2 separate regions of the Mus musculus genome follow, and region 1 is linked to region 2. A link is a contact called in public HiChIP or PLAC-seq data. All regions are on one chromosome and are shown on one strand. Each heading gives the region's core, a stretch centred on a gene start, on an enhancer-like site or on the middle of the called end of the contact. The rest is flanking DNA. Distances are from core to core; before and after follow the strand shown.

What was found. HiChIP or PLAC-seq counts read pairs in DNA pulled down with a chosen protein or histone mark.
Region 1: a FOXA1 HiChIP or PLAC-seq map of pancreatic cancer cells shows a contact between it and region 2. The contact joins two enhancer-like sites. A contact is called at or near these places in 2 of 115 datasets of contacts at active chromatin or transcription factors (embryonic stem cells and pancreatic cancer cells).

Annotation. Positions count from the first base shown.
Region 1 is chr11:99,104,778-99,107,477 of GRCm38.p6, reverse strand. No RefSeq gene overlaps it. Among named protein-coding and RNA genes, the nearest start is that of Tns4, 17 kb to the right of the region's middle. Within about 2 kb of position 1,292, at least 140 of the 459 cell types and tissues checked have an H3K27ac peak or open chromatin away from gene starts, as enhancers often do. A contact at or near this core is called in pancreatic cancer cells, where this site is marked.
Region 2 is chr11:98,753,512-98,756,218 of GRCm38.p6, reverse strand. Thra (thyroid hormone receptor alpha) reads right to left here. Exons shown (of 10, transcript NM_001313983.1): 2 at 2,581-2,707; 3 at 44-111. The coding sequence starts at 2,633. Among named protein-coding and RNA genes, the nearest start is that of Thra, 13 kb to the right of the region's middle. Within about 2 kb of position 1,363, at least 147 of the 459 cell types and tissues checked have an H3K27ac peak or open chromatin away from gene starts, as enhancers often do. A contact at or near this core is called in pancreatic cancer cells, where this site is marked.

The DNA.
Region 1 (2,700 bases), core at 43-2,542, 350 kb before region 2:
TTTAAACATGGTCCAGGGTGAATGGGTAGACAGCAAAATGTTGTAAATCAGGAAGGGAGAGAATGGCGTCCCCTGAGTGGGCAGCTCAGGCCACTGAGAACCATCCTGGACTGTGTCACTCGAGCAGGTAACCCTGGGGATAAACGATGGGGCCGATTCAGACCTATGCCACCCTGCCACACACCCTCCCCACCTCATACATACCCCATTCTACACGCCCACACCCACACCCCCAATCCCTGCTTCAACCTGCTAGCTGGTCACTGGAAACTCTCCTCCCTCTGACTTGCAATCTAAATGTTACTTCTTACCCTCCCCTAAGGTCTGCTGAGCAGTCCTTAAAGCACATCTCTGAAGCTGGGTGGGGAGCCAGATGCCAGAGAACAGGACAAAATCAGCCCTCTACCCCCAGGGCAGACAGGAAAGGAACCAACAGCTGGAGACCAGACTCTCTGGGTCCCTAGCAACCCTGTTAACACTGACCCCAAGCACAGACAGTCACAGCAGGGAGTGGTGGGCCTGGGCTTCCTGGGTGACACCCTCACACCCCCGTGGGCTCTAATGAGAAAGCACTCTTCTATACTGAATGTTGTCCTGGCCCCCACAGCTAAGCCCTTCAAAGTCACAGACAGCCATCAGTGTGTCAGGGGCATTCAGTGGGGCAGGGGTTGGAGGTCCTACATCCCACCCACAACATACATCATTTATAGGTTACTGACACCAAGGCCTCCACACTCCTGCTGGGCTCCTAGCAGATTCAGGCCCAAAGCCAAGAAGCTTCTGTAACCCTGGAGAGCTTCCACCCGGAAGGGGAGACTCAGACCTTACTCTGGGGTTGGAGCTTAGGGGGTGCGGCGGCTGTTAGGTTTATGCTCCCACAACCTCAGGGTTCCTCTATCCACCCCTCCTCCAGGGAAGGGTGCGGGCCTGTGTGGGAAGGGTGGAGGCTCCGTGAGTAATCAGGTTACAGAGGAATGAACTTGCAAGAACCTGAGTCAGAGGCAGGAAGAGGAGACCAGGTCTGGACGCCCCTCTCACTGGCCCCATCGACCCCTCCAGGAGCAACCCTCAGCTCAGGACTGCCTGAGGCTTTAAAAGGAATGGGTCTTTGCTAGGACGTGGGGGAGCATGCCCTAGGAGTTACAAAGATCCTTAGCATCAAAAATGCTGTAAACACAAGTGGTGGGGGAGACCTTGATGGAGGCTTTCCCAGGGTCCCAGTTTGTACAGCTGCATGTGTCTTCTGCACGTGTTACCTGAACATACCTCGGGACTTTGCCCTTTCAGCCTGTCTGGCTCACCCAGTGGGAGGCAAAGTCCAGCGAAGCTCTCCGGCTCCCTAGGGCAGACACCTGAGGGTGCCCACTGACAACATGATCTCCAGACAAAAATCATGTGCCTAGAACTCCTCCTCCATCACCACCATCCTGCCTCTGCTGCCTCTGAGCAGCTACAACCTTGGATCTCCCTCTTCATTTGACCCTTTGCCCTGTTGTCTGGTAGCCACGCAGGGCCTTTCAAAACACAGGGTCACATCAATGCCTATTCAGATGTTCTGTGGCTTCTCACTGATCTAGGGATAAAGCCAAGTGTCTAGCCTGGTGCTCAAGGGCTAGCCCTAGGCTACCTCCTTAGCCTCATTTCACCATTTGTGATGTAGGTTACACTAAGTGTTCGTTCAGCCCTTAAGAGGCTACCACTTCTCCTACCTACCCCAGGACCTTTGCACGTGCAGTTGCTACCACCTGCACGCTCCTCCATATCCCTCTTTGCAGAGCTAACACCTACTGTCTTCGGGGTTTCTTGTTTGTTGGTTGGTCTGTTTTTGTTAGTCTGGGGGACTCCTCCCTGATATTCCAAAGTCTGAAATGTAACTTTCTCTCCAAGCTCCAAGCTCCATCACAGTCTGAGATTATACACATTCCTGGTTGTTCTGTCTCCATCAAACCTCTATCCCTAACACCCTCCTGCAGGATGTGGATCAAGACCCAGCCCCAGTCCTGACCTCTGCCTGCAGGAGGCTTAGAGCCAGACCCAGGAAGGCCTTGCACCTTTAATCTAGTTAATCATCTCTCTTGTCCCAGAGACACTGAGAGGAAGAGCTAGAGGTGTGGGGGCACAGGGGGGGGAGTGCTGGGAGGGGGGCTGCCTAGAAGGAGTCACCTAGAAAGAGAAAGCCAAGGATCATTTGCTGGAGAGAGAGATAAGATGGTCAGAAAACAGGAAATGGTAAGCTAGAGCTGTTGGCTGGGGCGGGACAGTTGAGAATCAGGGCTTCAGATCAAAGCCACAGGAAATGGTGGTTTTCTCAGAAACGGAAGAACCTGATCAAAGCCACACTTTCCCGTCTGGGTGGGGTAGGCAATTCATTCACCAATGATTCTCTTAATCATTGGTATTTGAAAATATGAGAGAGCTGTTAAACAAGCATTGATTGAGCAGGTCTGGGTGCCGGGCACTGTGTTATGCCCGGAGGGCACAGCAGTTGTGTAAAGAGGATCATCCTCTATGCCTCTGACTTCACAAGCATCAGTGTCTCAACAGGCTTCAAGCCACCATCTGCAGCCCTGGCCATGAGTGACTGCCAGCCTTTGTACCCAGCACAGAAGCCAACAAAGCAGCGGCTCTCAACCTGTGGGTTGCACAGGGGTCGAGCATCAGACATCCTGCATATCAGATATTTACCTTATGATTCATAAC
Region 2 (2,707 bases), core at 114-2,613:
GAGGGGAAGTGGGAGGGTAAGGGACACATGTAGCCAGGCTCACCTGACATGCTGCTTTTCAGGGGACATTGGCCGTTCTTTCTTTTTCGCTTTCCATCTGGTGACCTGGCACTGCATGGGGCAAAGTGGGCAGAATCACACAGAGTAGCCTCTGGGCAGTCTCTTCCCACCTAAGAGACTTCACCCCTTTCCACTCCCCCAGGCTTGGTTTCTCCCCCCTCCTTATGCCCTTATTCTACCCCCCACCCCTATATCAGCTGACAAAGCTTGGAAAGGGTCTAGCTATCTGGTCGCTGCATGGGAGAGATAAGGGGCTTAGATGGGGCCAAAACCATGTTTGAGGGCCCAGTACAGTCACACAGACAGGTATTGCTGTGAGACCCCAAAACACAAACACACACATCTCACATTTAAGCAATGCTCAAAAGTCCCCAAACACACAGACACCCGTCACAGGAAGGCGCTGCTCTAAGGCGCACATACACACATATACATTCCAGCCACAATATATAGGACACTCCTTGGAATATTCTTAAATCTATATAACCTTTCAAATGTATGTATATATATATATATATATATATATATATATATATATGCAATATCACACCCACGAGTGTGAATAACTATGCAGCCTTCAGCATAAACCCAAGTATGGTAATAAGCCTTAGGATCTACAATTGCATGCAATTTTCTGGGCATTCTCTAAGACTTCTGCTAGGTACCCATGTGCTACAGAAAGCCTCTGGACAGGCACCTAATGGTGTCGTCCCTCTGTCCCGTGTGAACATGTTCCTCAATCTCTAGGTCATGTACACATGCTAAATAACCCACATGGACTGAAAATATCAGGGTTACCCTGTTCACAGCCTCCAGTTAACAAATAGGAAAACCAAAGGGCCTTTTGTACGCTGGGACACCACGCCAGAATCAGCCAGGAAAAAGACCCTGAACTTCTTCATGCATGGTATTTTTAGCAACTCTCAGTCACTGCACATATATGTTGCCAGGCTTTCCATATATGTGTTACATAACCTCAGGACACACAGGTTACATAAGCCTCTACGCATGCAAGGATTGTATAACCTTCTACAACCACCCTGTGTGTACCATGTTCCAGGGCCCCTCCCCCTAAGGCCTGATACAGTTCCCAACACACTGACACAGTGACCTTGGCCAGGGTCACGGTCACAGACAGCCTTGTGCTTCACACACCCTGGGGATTACCCCTGTCTGGTTCCTACCAAGGCTGGAAGGCCAGGCTTGCCTCCCGCCTTCTGGTGGTGTGAGTGTGTAGGGATCACGTTGGTCCCAGTTGAGCAGGGGGCTATCACAGGCCTCAGAGCCTCTGGGTGCAGTTCCACACATAGCCACAAGATGGCACGTGGCCATGGGGGAGGGGAGGGCTGGGCGAAGAGGTGCCACAGCTCTGAGGGACTAGGAACTTCATTTCAATCTTTTTACAAGAGCTAAGAGCAGGCTCTTCCAGAAGTGTGGGCAGGGAAATACAGGCAATCCAAGTGGCGGTTACAGGGTGAGAACAGCCTGTCTCATAAGTCTAAGTGTGAGAGGAGGGTTTTGGGGGAAGGGGCTTTCTTACCCAGTGTCCCACTTACACAACCACAAATCCCATCTACTATTTCTGACCCTCCAAAGAACCGGTCTTGGGCACAAGGGCTTTGCTTGGCCAAGCTTCTGGCCTTCTGGCTCAGGACCTGATCTCCCAGACAACAGTTAGCTACACTGCTCACCAGAGCACCCCACCCCCACTATTTCCCTGGCCATAGGCACAGGATGTACCCTGCTCTTGGGACATCACGCCAAATGGAACAGAGCTCTGTGCCACTTAGAGCAGACAGGGAAAGCGGAGACCCTCTAAACTGACGCAGAGCAGTGCAAATGAGGGGTAACCTCTCCCTAGTGGTGTGTGCAAGGTGACGCGGCCGTCTGTCTCATCCACGAGGAAGCAAACCCTTCCTAGCTGGTGTGTTCTTCCACTTCCTGGGAGGAGCTGCATAGCAGTCCCCGCCTTTGACCATGAACAAGGAAGAGTGTGTGGGGTTTCCAATAGATTCCAAAAATAAGTGTGGGTTGTGACCAATAGTTATTGGTGCCTGTACCCGGAAATGTTATGTTATATGCACCATGGCTTGTGGATAACACGCTTATTTGTGGTCAGGCAGTGAATGGACTGGGAGAAAGAAGAAAATGGCAAGGCCACTGGGATCACACACATGCTCAAGTGAGGGTAACAATAGAGAAGAGACACAGGGTAGGGGTGGGGGGTGCTGAGATGGCCCAGCACTGCCAAGGAAGGGGCAGAGTGTCTGCTACCTGTAATGATCCCTTTCCTACCGCTTCCTCCTTCAAAGTGAACATCCCAATCTAAGTGCCCGATTCCCTAAGAAATACGAGCATGCCCTCAATCCCTGGACTAAGGTAAGCAGCAGGCTTGCTGGCTCCATGTCCATGTCCAGGGGTGCTTAAAAGCCATGTCTAAAACAGAGACCATCTCTCTTTTACCCAGAGAGCTATCCATATCTGTTGCCGTACTACCGGGTTGCCAGGCCCATTCGTTACCTGTTCTCCTCTGGGTCTGACCCACACTCCACCTTGCTTGGCTTCTGTTCCATTCACTTCAATTCCATCCAGGATGCTCTCCAGCACGCCAAGAGACTGGGGTGGGCACACTGGCCCCCCCACGCCC